Linked DNA regions of Sus scrofa: regions 1 and 3 are each linked to region 2. The links are chromatin contacts, called in public HiChIP or PLAC-seq maps. All regions are on one chromosome and are shown on one strand. The core of a region is the stretch at or near the end of the contact, and the rest is flanking DNA. Distances in the headings are between cores, read along the strand shown. Region 1 holds the start of RCL1 (RNA 3'-terminal phosphate cyclase-like protein). Region 2 has its middle 67 kb from the start of JAK2. Region 3 holds the start of AK3 (GTP:AMP phosphotransferase AK3, mitochondrial).

Region 1 (3,938 bases), core at 1,054-3,553, 140 kb after region 2:
TGTATACAGATACACATATATGCATCTATGAATGTATGTATACACATATATCTCAGTTCCTCTTTAAGAAATTAAGCAAACGTCTACGGTGTTTCTGAGGACTTGAATCCAGCACAATGAGACCTAAATAAGAGGTCTTTTCCCCCCTAGTATATTAATAACGCAAGGCAAATAAGGCTATACATAGTGCTTCTCATAAAACACCAGCACATCTGCCAACCAGTACTACCTTCCCCAGGTACCAATGTCTGGCATCTTTTCAAGAAAATCCCAAGTGGCCAAGCCCTGTTCATGTGTGTGTCAGTGACGAGATGCTCACAAGCAGTGCAGGGGGTGGGGGGAACAGGGAAACATTCTTTGTAATATGAAATATTAGGAGGCCACCTGTCAGGAGACAAACACTAAATTGTATCTTATGGGTACTATATTTACATTAGAAATCTCTGGTCTCCCCTCTAAAGTACTTCTATTGATTTTGGGGAAAAAAAGGAAAAAATAAAAAGCTATGCCCACTGTTCACAGAAGCAGAAGCCTGTCTTCTTACCATATCCAGCTAGTGTTGAGTTCTCTAGGCTAATGTGGGGTGAAGGGGAGAGTTGGCTGGGAATGTCAGAGTAGAGCGATCAAGCAATTGCTTTGCCCAAGGGCTAGACTCAAAATAAGGGCAAGAAATGTTGAGGGGAAGAGCACCTGGCCTAAATCATGCCAGCAGCCCCTCCTTAACTTCTTTAGTGTTTTTGAGCAATACATTGAGGGCAGTAATGACAGTGTACCACAAGCCTCTCCTACTGTCATCAGGTTCCTCTCCACAGTACACAGGTTCATCTGGTTCTTTCCTTTCCAACCTTCTATCTCCATAAATAACAAGGCATTTTCCCCTTATGTGCAACTAATCAGCATTTAAGAGAGGGAGAAACATAAACGTCCAGAAAATGCATTCAGAGAGATGATGAAATATGCAGGGACCAATACAAAATCAAACACATCAACAGGATCCAGAAAGCTTGCAGGACCAAAAATAAGCCCTCTCTTCCTTCAATTTGCAGATAGGTTTTGTTTTGTTTTTTCCTTTTTTGCTTTAACTGATTTTACCAATTTGGGATAACCAGGCAGAAGCTTTTAAATATATGTGTCATTCCAGGGGACCAGATAAAACTCGGAGCCATTAACCTTGATGTGGGTTTAAATGGGGCCTTATTTTTCATCTATCTTTGTAGGGCAAAAATAGCTTGGAAGCCTGTAGTTTAGCGCTTGTCACCAACCCTTTACTAAAGTCAAGGCAATTAGGCCCATGACTGTTAAAAAATTTATTTCAAAGCTCTTGTCCTGCACACATCAATCTCAATCGCGGCTGAAAACAAAGAATTTTCTAAAATTCTTTAATCCACACCCAAGATGTGTGAGGGCAGCCGAGAAATCATGGCGACAGGGACAGCCAGTATCCAAGGGGGTAGCTGCTTCTGAGACCTGTTTTGGGACAGAGGACGGAACCAATCAGTGGTACTTTTCTCTCCAAATCTCTCTCCATCTTTACATCTGCCCATTCACCACATTTCGTTCCAACAAACTGCTTCTCTCCTTTAAAGATTTATGGCTGAGCAAGACCGACTGAAGACAAGTGAGGGGGCGATGCCTGGGATCTGCTGCGACACGTAAACCTGGGAAAACGTGTAGCTGTTTACTACCAGCGCGGGTAGACGCCACCGAGCACAGAGCGCAGCTGAGCGCACCCCTCAGGGCTCAACCCCTCCTCCCGCACAGCCTCTCGCGCGTTCCGGTGCGGGGGTGGGGGTGGAGGGTACAAACCATGAGCCCTCCCCCACGCGCCCGTAGGATCCCGAGGCTCCCCGCGCACCGGCCCCCTGGGCATTAGCGCCGTCTCTCTTCAGCTCAGCGCCCACCCCTAGCGCTCCCCAACCCCGGAGTTACCTCGAAGGCCTGGGTTGTCGTCTCTGGCCCGAATCTTTCGGATTTTGACGGGGCGCCCGCTCAAAGTGGACAGGACCAGACGCTGGCGCAAGAAGTTGCAGCCCGTGTAGCTGAGGGAGTGCGCCTGGGTCGCCATGTGCACGCTCTCCGCAAAGGAGCGGGCGGCCGGGGCGAGGCGACTTTGGACGGGCGCGAGGGTCTTGACTCTTGGGGTGGCGCCGACAGCTGCTGTGGCGGCCCAGGTTCCCTCCCGCAGCCCCCGCAGCCCCCGGCGCGTCCACGTGGTTTGGAACAGGAAGACAGAGAGACGAGACACCGGGTCAGAGGGGAGTGGGGCGGAGCGGGTGACCGCCTCTCCGCCTCCCATCCCCGCTGGGGGCGGCCCCCCGAACCGGGCCACACTGCTATTGGCCCGTGCTGGATCAGGGCGGTGCCCACGCCGCGCAGCTATTGGCCCGTTTTGCAGCTGGGCGGTGCCCGGGCCCTGCTACTATTGGCTTGTGTTGGGGCTGGGCGTTGCCGGGGCCCCAGCAACAGTGCTCCGCGGGAGGAGCGCGCTAGGCTGGCCAGTGAGCCTACGCAAGGGAGCTCGCCTACCCCGCCAGTCTCCGAGGGTGTCTCCCGGCGTGGGGGCAATGGGAGGCGACCAACTGGGCTTGAGTGCCTACTTCGTACCTGGTATTTAGCATCACCATTTACGGCAATCTCTGGGATGTGGATGGTATTATCTCCGCCGTTTTCTTAACACAGAAGAAAACAGGATTGGCGCGCTTTACCCTGTTGCAAACACCGTACTGATTGCCCAGCCAGCGGCCGTCCCCTCACTCCCCGCTATAACCCTACGAGGTACTACCATTCCCGACCTGCACATGCGAAAAGATTCGAGAAACATTGCAAGGCTGACACTGCCAGCATGCACTGGACCCGAGTCTTCCGACACCTGGCCATTGCTTATGAGACACCAAGCTTTGCCTCTTTCACAGCGGTCTCTTCCTTTGCAGTCACTGCCCTTACTGCCAAGTCAGGTCCTCCCATGCCACATGCCTCAAAATGAGTAGTTATACAACTTACACAAACACGCACCTCTTCTACTCCTGCACACCAAAATCTTCCCAAAGATTGGATTATGTCCCTTCTCTGCTCAAAAATCTTCAGTGATATGCAGTTAACAAATGACTACAAAGTTAAGCATCTGTTACCACAATAACGTTGGCTTGCAGCCATTCTTGGATAATATCACCAGATCATGAGTTCCAGAATACATGGAGGTAAAGGAGCTCTGGAAGGGGTGGGAGCTTGAGTAAGATTAAAGAAGGTAGCTAGCCCTATGTGGATAAGATTCAGCTACAAGGAATCCACTGAGAGATCTAAGCTCTTATAGGGTGACAGGTTATTAGAATTTAACAGAATCAGCCCTGAAATCCACTGAGGGAGGTAGGTAATCCATTTACATTATTGCCATTTTTTTGTGTAATCTTTTTAGGGCTGTACTCAGAGTGGCATATGGAAGTTCTCAGGCTAGGGGTTGAATCAGAGCTGCAGCCTAAGACCTACGCCACAGCAACACTGGATCCAAGCCACATCTTTGACCTACGCCACAGCCACACTGCGGCAACACCAGATCCTTAACCCAGTGAGAGAGGCCAGGGATCAACCCGCACCCTCAGGGATAGTAGTCAAGTTATTAACCTGCTGAGCCACAACAGGAACTCCCTACTGACATTTACTGAGACTAATTTTTAGGAAATAGAGTTGAAAGTTCCAAGACCTCTGAGGCCTCCCTTGAATCCTGCTGTGGGGGATACCAAAGCAAGGAGAGGAGCCATCACACCAGGTGGATTTTTTGTATATCATCTCATTTCAATTACTCAACAACTTTGAAAAGCCACTAATATCATCTGTAGCAAACCCTGTTGATGCCTTCTTTGTATTCTTCAACTCTTACTACTTTCAGTGCAAACCTGCTTAATTTTCTTTCAATAGCAGTTATATCTCTTTGAGTGTTTTTC
Region 2 (4,059 bases), core at 787-3,286:
CTCAAATCACTAACCCATTTTCTCTTCCTATAATATTGCCTTTTCTATCATTTCTTATTAATGGCATAATTCAGTATGTGTCTTTTGAGTCTGGCTTCTTCCACTTAGCACAATCCATTTGACATTCAACCACAATGCTGCATTTGTGGTACTTTCAGTGCTGAGTAGTAGTTCACTATATGGATGTTCCACGATTTGTTAATCCATTCACCAGCTCAAGGACATTTGTGTTGCTACTGTTTTGGGATCATGAATTAAAACACTATAAATATTTGCATACAGGGTTTTGTGTGAATGTAAGTTTTTGCTTCCCTTAAATAAATACTTAAGAGTGGGAATGCCAGTTCACATGGTAGGTATGTGTTTAATTTTATAAGAAATTGCCAAACTGTTTTCCAAAGTGTCTGTACTAATCTGCATTCCCCATCAGCAATGTATAAGATTTCTATTTGTTCTGCTTTCTCACCATCATGTGGTATTGTTAGTTATTTGTGTGTGTGTGTGTTTAATTTTCAGCTACACTAATAAGTGCAGAGTAGAATCTCGTGGTTTTAATTTGCATTTTCCTGAACTTGAGTTTAAAAACAAGAGAAGTGTGTCACTTTTAGAAAAAATTATTGAACGTACCTCTTAAAGAAAGAACAGATCATAAAAAGGATTTAGAGTTTTAAAAAAAAGTGATAAGATATTTTTACAATTTTTGCTTTTCAAATGTGGTGTGTAGTCAAAGTAATGTCACGTTATCTTCTTTTCCTCAAGACACTGTATGAGTCTAGTTGGTCCACTTTGTACACTGAGATCTTATCTCTCAGGGCCTGATGCCTCATTCAAAAAAATGAGAGTTTGGGAGTTCCCATCATGGTGCAGTGGAAGAGAATCCAACTAGCAACCATGAGGTTGTGGGTTTGATCCCTGGCCTCGATCAGTGGATTAAGGATTCAGCGTTGCCATGAGCTGTGGTGTAGGTTGCAGATGTGGTTTGGATCTGGCATTGCTGTGGCTGTGGCTGGCACCTACAGCTCCGATTAGACCCCTAGCCTGGGAACCTCCATATGCCATGGGTGCCGCCCTAAAAAGACCAAAAAAAGAGTTTGGACTACATCGATGGTTCTCAATTTTGGCTGAATATTAAAAAAAAAGCTGGGGAGATTTAAAAATCCTTATGCCCAGGCCATACTGAAACCAGAAATTGTGATTCAAGTGTCAGTATTTTAAAGCTTTGCTAGGTGGACATTCAAGGTTGAGAATGACTCGACTAATCTTTAAAAATTGCTTCAAATCCCCAAACCCTATTAGTCTAATTTCAGCTTTCTCAGATATACCTAAGTTAGGTCCACTTTAGTGGTATGCGTGAGGTCTCTCCTGTGTACTGTAGGATGCTAAATGGCATCTTTTGCTACCCATCCCATTCCAGTAGCACGCTCCCACCCCAAGCTGTGAGAATGAAAATGTTTCCAGACATCACCAAAGATACCTCCTTGAGGTCAAAATCACCTGTTGGTTGAGAACCACTGCTCCATTGCATGCCACAGTAAACCAAACACAAATCAATGGCACTTAGAAGCTTTTACAATTTATAACAACATTTTCTTCTGCAGTCTATTCTACCCACTAGTGTTTCCACCGCTAATTTATATTAAACAAATGAAGAAACTCTATTTTCAGACATTAATTTTGATGCTGCATTGCCAACCAGCAGAGGGCACCTCTAAAGATCGACTGATAGTTCCTTCTTCTGAGCTCCTGTGAGGGAGTGATAAGATAAAAGCACAAGCCAGCAGCTCCTCTGCACAACCCTTGTGTGTGGGACAAGGGGAGAATAGGGAGGAAGACAGGACTGAGGGCTGAAGAAGGACCCGAGGAGAGAAAAGATAACACAAGAGATCCAGGGAGTCAATAGGCCAAGTTGTCAGAGATGTGGGCCAAAGAACTGGAAATGAGTTTCAGAAACTAAAAAAGTTTCCAGCTACATGGAGAGCTGAGGTCACTTTCAGTTTCCTGGAAGGGACTGGAGGGGGTACTGGAAAACACCTAGACTTCTTCCTCTTCTGCCTAGCCTAACCCAACTGCCCTTGAAGAGGAGCATGTGACAAAGGCAGGCACAACTTCTCCCTATCTGTGACCTTGTAAGAGAGCCTAAAATATCATGTTGTAGCTGCCACCATGTATCACAATTTAACATTGCTGCAATGTATTCCTCCAAGGGTATACCATCTGGTTTTCTGGAGGATCTAAAATCTCCATAGGTCTTCCTCTAGGCTCTTGTCATGCAGGCTCTGCAATTATTCTCAGTAAAGCACTGCCATTCACCCAGTCTTCTTGAGCATGATAAACTCTTCTAAAAATAGATCTTCTCAAATTAGCTTTGATTGCACACCCATCTCATTTACCAGCAGGCTTGATTTTCCCTCTGGCTTGCTTTTTTCTGACAACAACTTTGCAAACTCCTTCAGAGGGGGCTTGGCCTGATGGTTCAAATAGTTCTAGCTTGACACCTTGTTTTCGGCAAAACCAGACCAGTAGCCACCTTACAGAGAGAAAAACAGCCACCTAAAGAGTGTCCTTTAAAATATATGTATATATATATTTCATATATTTTCCCAGTTTTAAATAACACATAGGCAGAGGAAACTAATGCATATTAAAATGTGAAAGAAGCCAATCTGAGAACCTTACATACTATGTGACTCCAACTACAAGACATTCTAGATAAGGCAAAACTATTGAGACAGTAGAAGGGTCAGTGGTTACTGGGAGGAGGTGGGAGGGAAAGATGAATAGGTGGAGCACAGAAAATAATTAGGGCAGTGAAACAACTTTGTATGACACCATAATGGTAGATACATATCATTCACCTTAAAGTCCTAAATTCTTTTTTTTTTCAAGGTGATACATACAAATAACTTTTTATTTATTTATTTTAATTTCATCGAAATACAACTGACTTTAAAAGTCCTGAATTCTTAATGAGCATTATGGTCTTTGAAATATCATTATTTTCCAGGCTCAAGATATATTCAGTTCAGAGTTCCTGTCTTGGCTCAGTGGTTAATGAATCCAACTAGGAACCATGAGGTTGTGGGTTTGATCCCTGGCCTTGCTCAGTGGGTTAAGGAAGTATTAGAAAAGGAGTACAAAAACATGATACTTTTAAAATTGCACCGCCAAAAAACCAAATACCTGGGAATACACCTGACCAAGGAGGTTAAAGATTTATATGCCAAGAACTATAAAACATTAATGAAACAAATTAAAAGAGGATGCAAAGAAATGGAAAGATAGTCCATGCTCTTGGGTTGGAAAAATGAATATTGTAAAAAGGCCATACCACCCAAAGCAATCTACAGATTCAGTGCAATCCCTATCCAATTACCCATGACATTTTTCACAGCACTAGAACAAACAATCCAAAAATGTCTATGGAACCACAAAAGACCCAGAATTGCCAAAGCAATCCTGAGGAACAAAAACCAATAAGCAGGTATGACTCTCCCAGACTTCAGGCAATATTACAAAGCCACGGTCATCAGGACAGAGTGGTACTGGTACCAAACAGATGTACAGATCAGTGGAACAGAATAGAGAACCCAGAAATAAACCCAGACACCTACGGTCAATTAATCATCGAAAAAGGAGGCAAGAATATAAAGTGGGAAAAAGACAGTTTTTTCACTAAGTGGTGCTGTGAAAACTGGACAGCTGCATGTAAATCAAGGAAACTGGAACACACCCCTCACACCATGCACAAAAATAAACTCAAAATGGCTTAAACACTTAAATGTGTAAGACAAGACACCACCAAACTCCTAGAAGAGAACATAGGCAAAACATACTCTGATAACAGCCTTACAAATGTTTTCTCAGATCAGTCTCCCAAAGCAATAGAAATTAGAGCAAAAATAAACCCATGGGACCTAATCAAACTGACAAGATTTTCCACAGCAAAGGAAACCATGAGAAAAACAAAAAAACAACTTACAGAATGGGAGAAAATAGTGTCAAATGATGCAACTGACAAGGGCTTAATCTCTAGAATACAAAAAAAACTTATACAACTCA
Region 3 (4,142 bases), core at 447-2,946, 170 kb after region 2:
TAACTGCTTCCTTATCAGCTCCTCTGGATGTCCCAAAGGCATCTTCAATTTAACTTACCCAAAACAATGCTAATGTTCTCCCCAAACCTGTTTCTCCTATAGTCTTTCCAATCTCAGTTAATGACAGTTCTGTTTTTCTAGTGCAGCTCAGGGAGAAATTCTTTCTCCACTCTCTAATCCACCTACCCCTGGATTCGCTCCCATGGCTACAACTGACAGCTCAGCTGGAATGGCTGGACCAAATGGGACCGCTGGGCCTCTCTCCCCATGGTCTTCTCTCAGACTTCTTCAGATCCGGGCCTCTGCAGGAGTGTTAGAGGGCAAGCCCCAACATATGAGCACTTCATAAATCTCTTTTTGATTCACCCTTCCCAATGTATTAATGTTTAGTTTGAGCTCAGTGTGTTTACCACTAGGGCAAGTTGAAGGGGGAAGAACCAGCCCAAACGAATGTGTGTGCACAGCCAAATGACTGCGCTAAGCTCAGTTGCCAAGAGATTTCTCAGTCTGGCAGTTACTTATTCATTTCTCGGTCATAATCAACAAACTTTAGCAAAGCTGCAGCTCTGTGGGGCCTGGTGATATGACCACAACACTCAGCTTTTCCTCCCCTATGACAGAATGATTTCTCAGTTGTTTGTTTTCTTTCTAAGCTAAATATCTCCCAGGATTTTCTTTCAGATCTCTTTGCAGCCAAACCCTCAAATGTTCCTGGCTTTGGAAATTAGGACTCTCTACACACCTTCAGGTTCTCCGGTGTTTCGTAACTTCTACTTGTCCAGACTTTTTCATTCTTTTGTTAGTTCTGTTCCTTAAGTTTTCTGGTACTTTCATTTATGTTCTTTTTCTTTGCTTAATCCCTTCCTGTTTTCCATGGGTTATTATTTTTTTTAATCTTTTTTTTCTAATTACATGAGTTGAATGTTAATTCATCTTCATTCTCTCCTAGTAATAAAATATGTACGAGCTACTAAATATCTTTCCAACTACAGCACTGTCTACCTATTAAATCCCCCCACCCATTCACCAAGCTCAGGTTCACTGGGGAGCACACTTTCCCTTACCACCTCTCTCTGAAATAATTTCTATCTTTTAAATTGAAAAGCAGTTTGGGGCCACACGTTTGGTAACTTCTGAGGAAGGTGGCACTTGTTTATTTTTCACAGAGCCTTCTCTCTGCCTTAGTATAATGTCCTGACACAGAGAAATGATAGCAATGATGGGTAACTTTAACGTAATATTGAACACTACCCTGCAGCTGGCATTGTACTTTACACAGTTTTAACAACTTCCATGCCCATTTTACAGAGGAAATAGGTTCAATTTTTTTGCCTTGTGTTTCTCTTCCTGGAACACACCAAATATTCCATCTCTAGGGTTTTTTCCCCTTGCCTTTGTCTCTTTCCCTCCACCTTCCCATTTAGTGCTGAGAGCAAATGCCATTTCTTCAAAGCTTTACTGACCATCTCCACACATTGTTTTGTTTTGTTCGGAGTATGAGCTCAAATTATCCTTCAAATATTTCTGTTTCCTTGTTACGATCTGCCTCAACCACTAAACTTTCAATTCTAAGGAGCAGACATTTTACTGAAAAAATATTTATGTAATCAGTGTATTGCCACAGGCAAAAAATGGAGCCTGTGGAAGAGCCAATACTTTCAAGCTCAGCTGAGTGCAAGCAACAACTACTTTTGAATCCCAAAGTGTGGTCCTAGGAGGTAAGAGACACCCCTCAATAGACCTATGACATGGAGCACCTCACTCAATTTCAACTTAGATTCCTCTCGTGGGAAATGAAGAGGAAGGCCCTATCGGCTCATTGTCACCCACTGTGATTCTACCCACTATGATAAACGTACCTTAAAAATTAGCTCGAGAAAGCCAGGGAGAAGAGTCGCAGGGCAACTGAGGAAGAGAAGGGAAGGGAGAAATCTGCAGGCTGGGGGCGGGGAGAAGGGGAGCGTTTGATGACTCTGAGAACCCAGGGGCAGTGGTGGCGAGGGGGCCGCAAGTAGGGGTCGCGCGGGGGAGGGGGCTGGAGTTGGGAAGGGCACCTGACGGGCGGCACGGTAGACCCTCTCTCTGGGACTCGGCAGCACTGGGCACGGCGTGAAAGGTGCGTCAAGGGTGTCAGGCGGGGGGCAGGTAAGGATGATATCCAGTAACCAAGGGGCGCAGAGCGGGGCCCAGGGTTCAGAAGGGGACGCGGGAGGAGTGGCCAAGTGTGCGAGGAACCGGACGAGGTCTCCCCGGCTGGGACTGGGCAGGACAGGGCAAGGCACTGACAGGTGCGAGGTGAGGACCTGAGGGAAGTAGGGGGTATTCAGGGGCCGGGGGGGGGGGTGCCTGGAGGCGCAAAAGAGGTGCAGAGGGAAGCCGGCGAGTGGGGAGGAGGCGCTAAGGGACGTGGGTCGCGCGGGTCGGCGAAGGAGCCCACAGAGGTCTCACAGGAAGCGCGGAGGGGGCGAGGCTTGCGCTCGACTTGCGCGGGCGGGGCTGGGCCGGGCGAGGGGGAGGGGGTGCCCCGAGTCGCTGGGGGCAGGCGGGCGGGGCTGCTCGGTTGCCTATCGCCTCACTTCCGGGCTCGCCTGAGAGCTGAGGCCGACGCCAGCTCGCAGCGCTGCCAGCTGCTCAGCCGCGGACCACCGAGCGGGTGAGAGCGTAGCCAGGCCGAATCCCCATCGTTCGCGCAGCCCAGGCCTCTCTCTGCGGCCATGGGGGCGTCTGCGCGGTTACTGCGCGCAGCGATCATGGGGGCGCCCGGCTCCGGCAAGGGCACTGTGTCCTCGCGCATCACCAAACACTTCGAGCTGAAGCACCTCTCCAGTGGGGACCTGCTCCGAGACAATATGCTTCGGGGCACAGGTGGGAGCCGGGGCGGGAAGGGCAGCGGTTCACGGTCGCCTGGGTGGGATTTGTGGGTGGAGGGACAGGGGCGGAGAAGTGGGTCCCGGGAATGTGGGTCTGGGGTATGGGGGTCTGGGGTATGGGCGCAGCATCTTCCAATTGCCGCCCAGTAGGGAGACCTCCCGCTTCTGAGCGACTGCTCCCCGAACCTTTGGTCTCTACGGACAGCTTCAGGCGGGTTATTGAGGGGCGGAACTAGAAAGGTAGGACGCGTTTGAAGTTCAAAGATTAAAAGAAACCACGTGGCTTTCAGGGGTATGTGCAGCCACAGTCGCGGCTGCTCCTAAGGGTCTCTCCAGATGTGTGTGGTTTCTTCCTCTCGTGCACTCGGGCTTGGAGAACTGACTGTTAGCGCTTTCTTTTATTACTTTTTTTTGTTTGTTAAACGCTATGGGATTTTCTGATTCTGACTTTCCCCGAACAATCTGAAGGCCCAGTATTATTTACCCTAGCCGATGTACAAAATTGGCTTAGATCATTGATAGCCCCAGAGATTTCTTAGACATGAAAGCTGTTCCTTAGAATAGAAAGCTATTCCTGTGCGTGGTTATCTGAAAGATTCTTTTGTTTCTTATGCCAAATAAATTATTATAACTCAGCACAAAATCTAGTCAACAAACTGTACACTTTCCAATGGGTGGATTTTATCTGATGTAAGTTATATATTTAAAAAACTGCTTTCAAAAAGTCAGCAGCAGGGTGTTTTATTTTTATCTCAAAAGTGTTGACCTTTATTTTTCAAAACAAAGTCATTTTGAAGCTCCTTTTAAAAATTAGACACTGCTGTACAGCAGAAATTGACAGAACATTGTAAATCAACTATAAAAAATAAAAAGCTTATAATTCACTGCGGTTCATTAAAATGAAAATAAAATTTATTTTGCATCAAAATGAAAAAAAAAATTAGGAGTTCCCATCGTGGCGCAGTGGTTAACGAATCCGACTAGGAACCATGAGGTTGCGGGTTCGATCCCTGCCCTTGCTCAGTGGGTTAACGATCCGGCGTTGCCGTTGCCGTGAGCTGTGGTGTAGGTTGCAGATGCGGCTCGGATCCTGCGTTGCTGTGCCTCTGGCGTAGGCCGGTGGCTACAGCTCCGATTCAACCCCTAGCCTGGGAACCTCCATATGCCGCGGGAGCGGCCCAAGAAATAGCAACAACAACAACAACAACAACAACAAAAGACAAAAAAAGACAAAAGACAAAAAAAAAAAAAAAAAAAGAAAAAAAATTAGAG

Evidence for each region. HiChIP or PLAC-seq counts read pairs in DNA pulled down with a chosen protein or histone mark.
Region 1: an H3K27ac HiChIP or PLAC-seq map of alveolar macrophages shows a contact between it and region 2. The contact joins the promoter of RCL1 here to the enhancer-like site in region 2. A contact is called at or near these places in 2 of 5 promoter capture datasets (fetal liver and liver), 5 of 47 Hi-C or Micro-C datasets (liver, mesenteric adipose tissue, omental adipose tissue and 1 more) and 2 of 2 datasets of contacts at active chromatin or transcription factors (alveolar macrophages and skeletal muscle).
Region 3: an H3K27ac HiChIP or PLAC-seq map of alveolar macrophages shows a contact between it and region 2. The contact joins the promoter of AK3 here to the enhancer-like site in region 2. A contact is called at or near these places in 1 of 5 promoter capture datasets (liver), 12 of 47 Hi-C or Micro-C datasets (alveolar macrophages, embryonic fibroblasts, fetal liver and 7 more) and 1 of 2 datasets of contacts at active chromatin or transcription factors (alveolar macrophages).

Annotation. Positions count from the first base shown.
Region 1 is chr1:217,202,657-217,206,594 of Sscrofa11.1, forward strand. It overlaps RCL1 (RNA 3'-terminal phosphate cyclase-like protein), which reads right to left and starts at 2,304. Exons shown (of 9, transcript XM_001926437.4): 1 at 1,930-2,304. The coding sequence starts at 2,296.
Region 2 is chr1:217,066,410-217,070,468 of Sscrofa11.1, forward strand. No RefSeq gene overlaps it. Among named protein-coding and RNA genes, the nearest start is that of JAK2, 67 kb to the left of the region's middle. Within about 2 kb of position 2,037, at least 8 of the 83 cell types and tissues checked have an H3K27ac peak or open chromatin away from gene starts, as enhancers often do. A contact at or near this core is called in alveolar macrophages, fetal liver and skeletal muscle, where this site is marked.
Region 3 is chr1:217,234,865-217,239,006 of Sscrofa11.1, forward strand. It overlaps AK3 (GTP:AMP phosphotransferase AK3, mitochondrial), which reads left to right and starts at 1,697. Exons shown (of 5, transcript XM_021064132.1): 1 at 1,697-1,718. LOC106509181 (a long non-coding RNA gene) reads right to left here and starts at 2,157. Exons shown (of 4, transcript XR_001306485.2): 1 at 1,860-2,157; 2 at 187-302.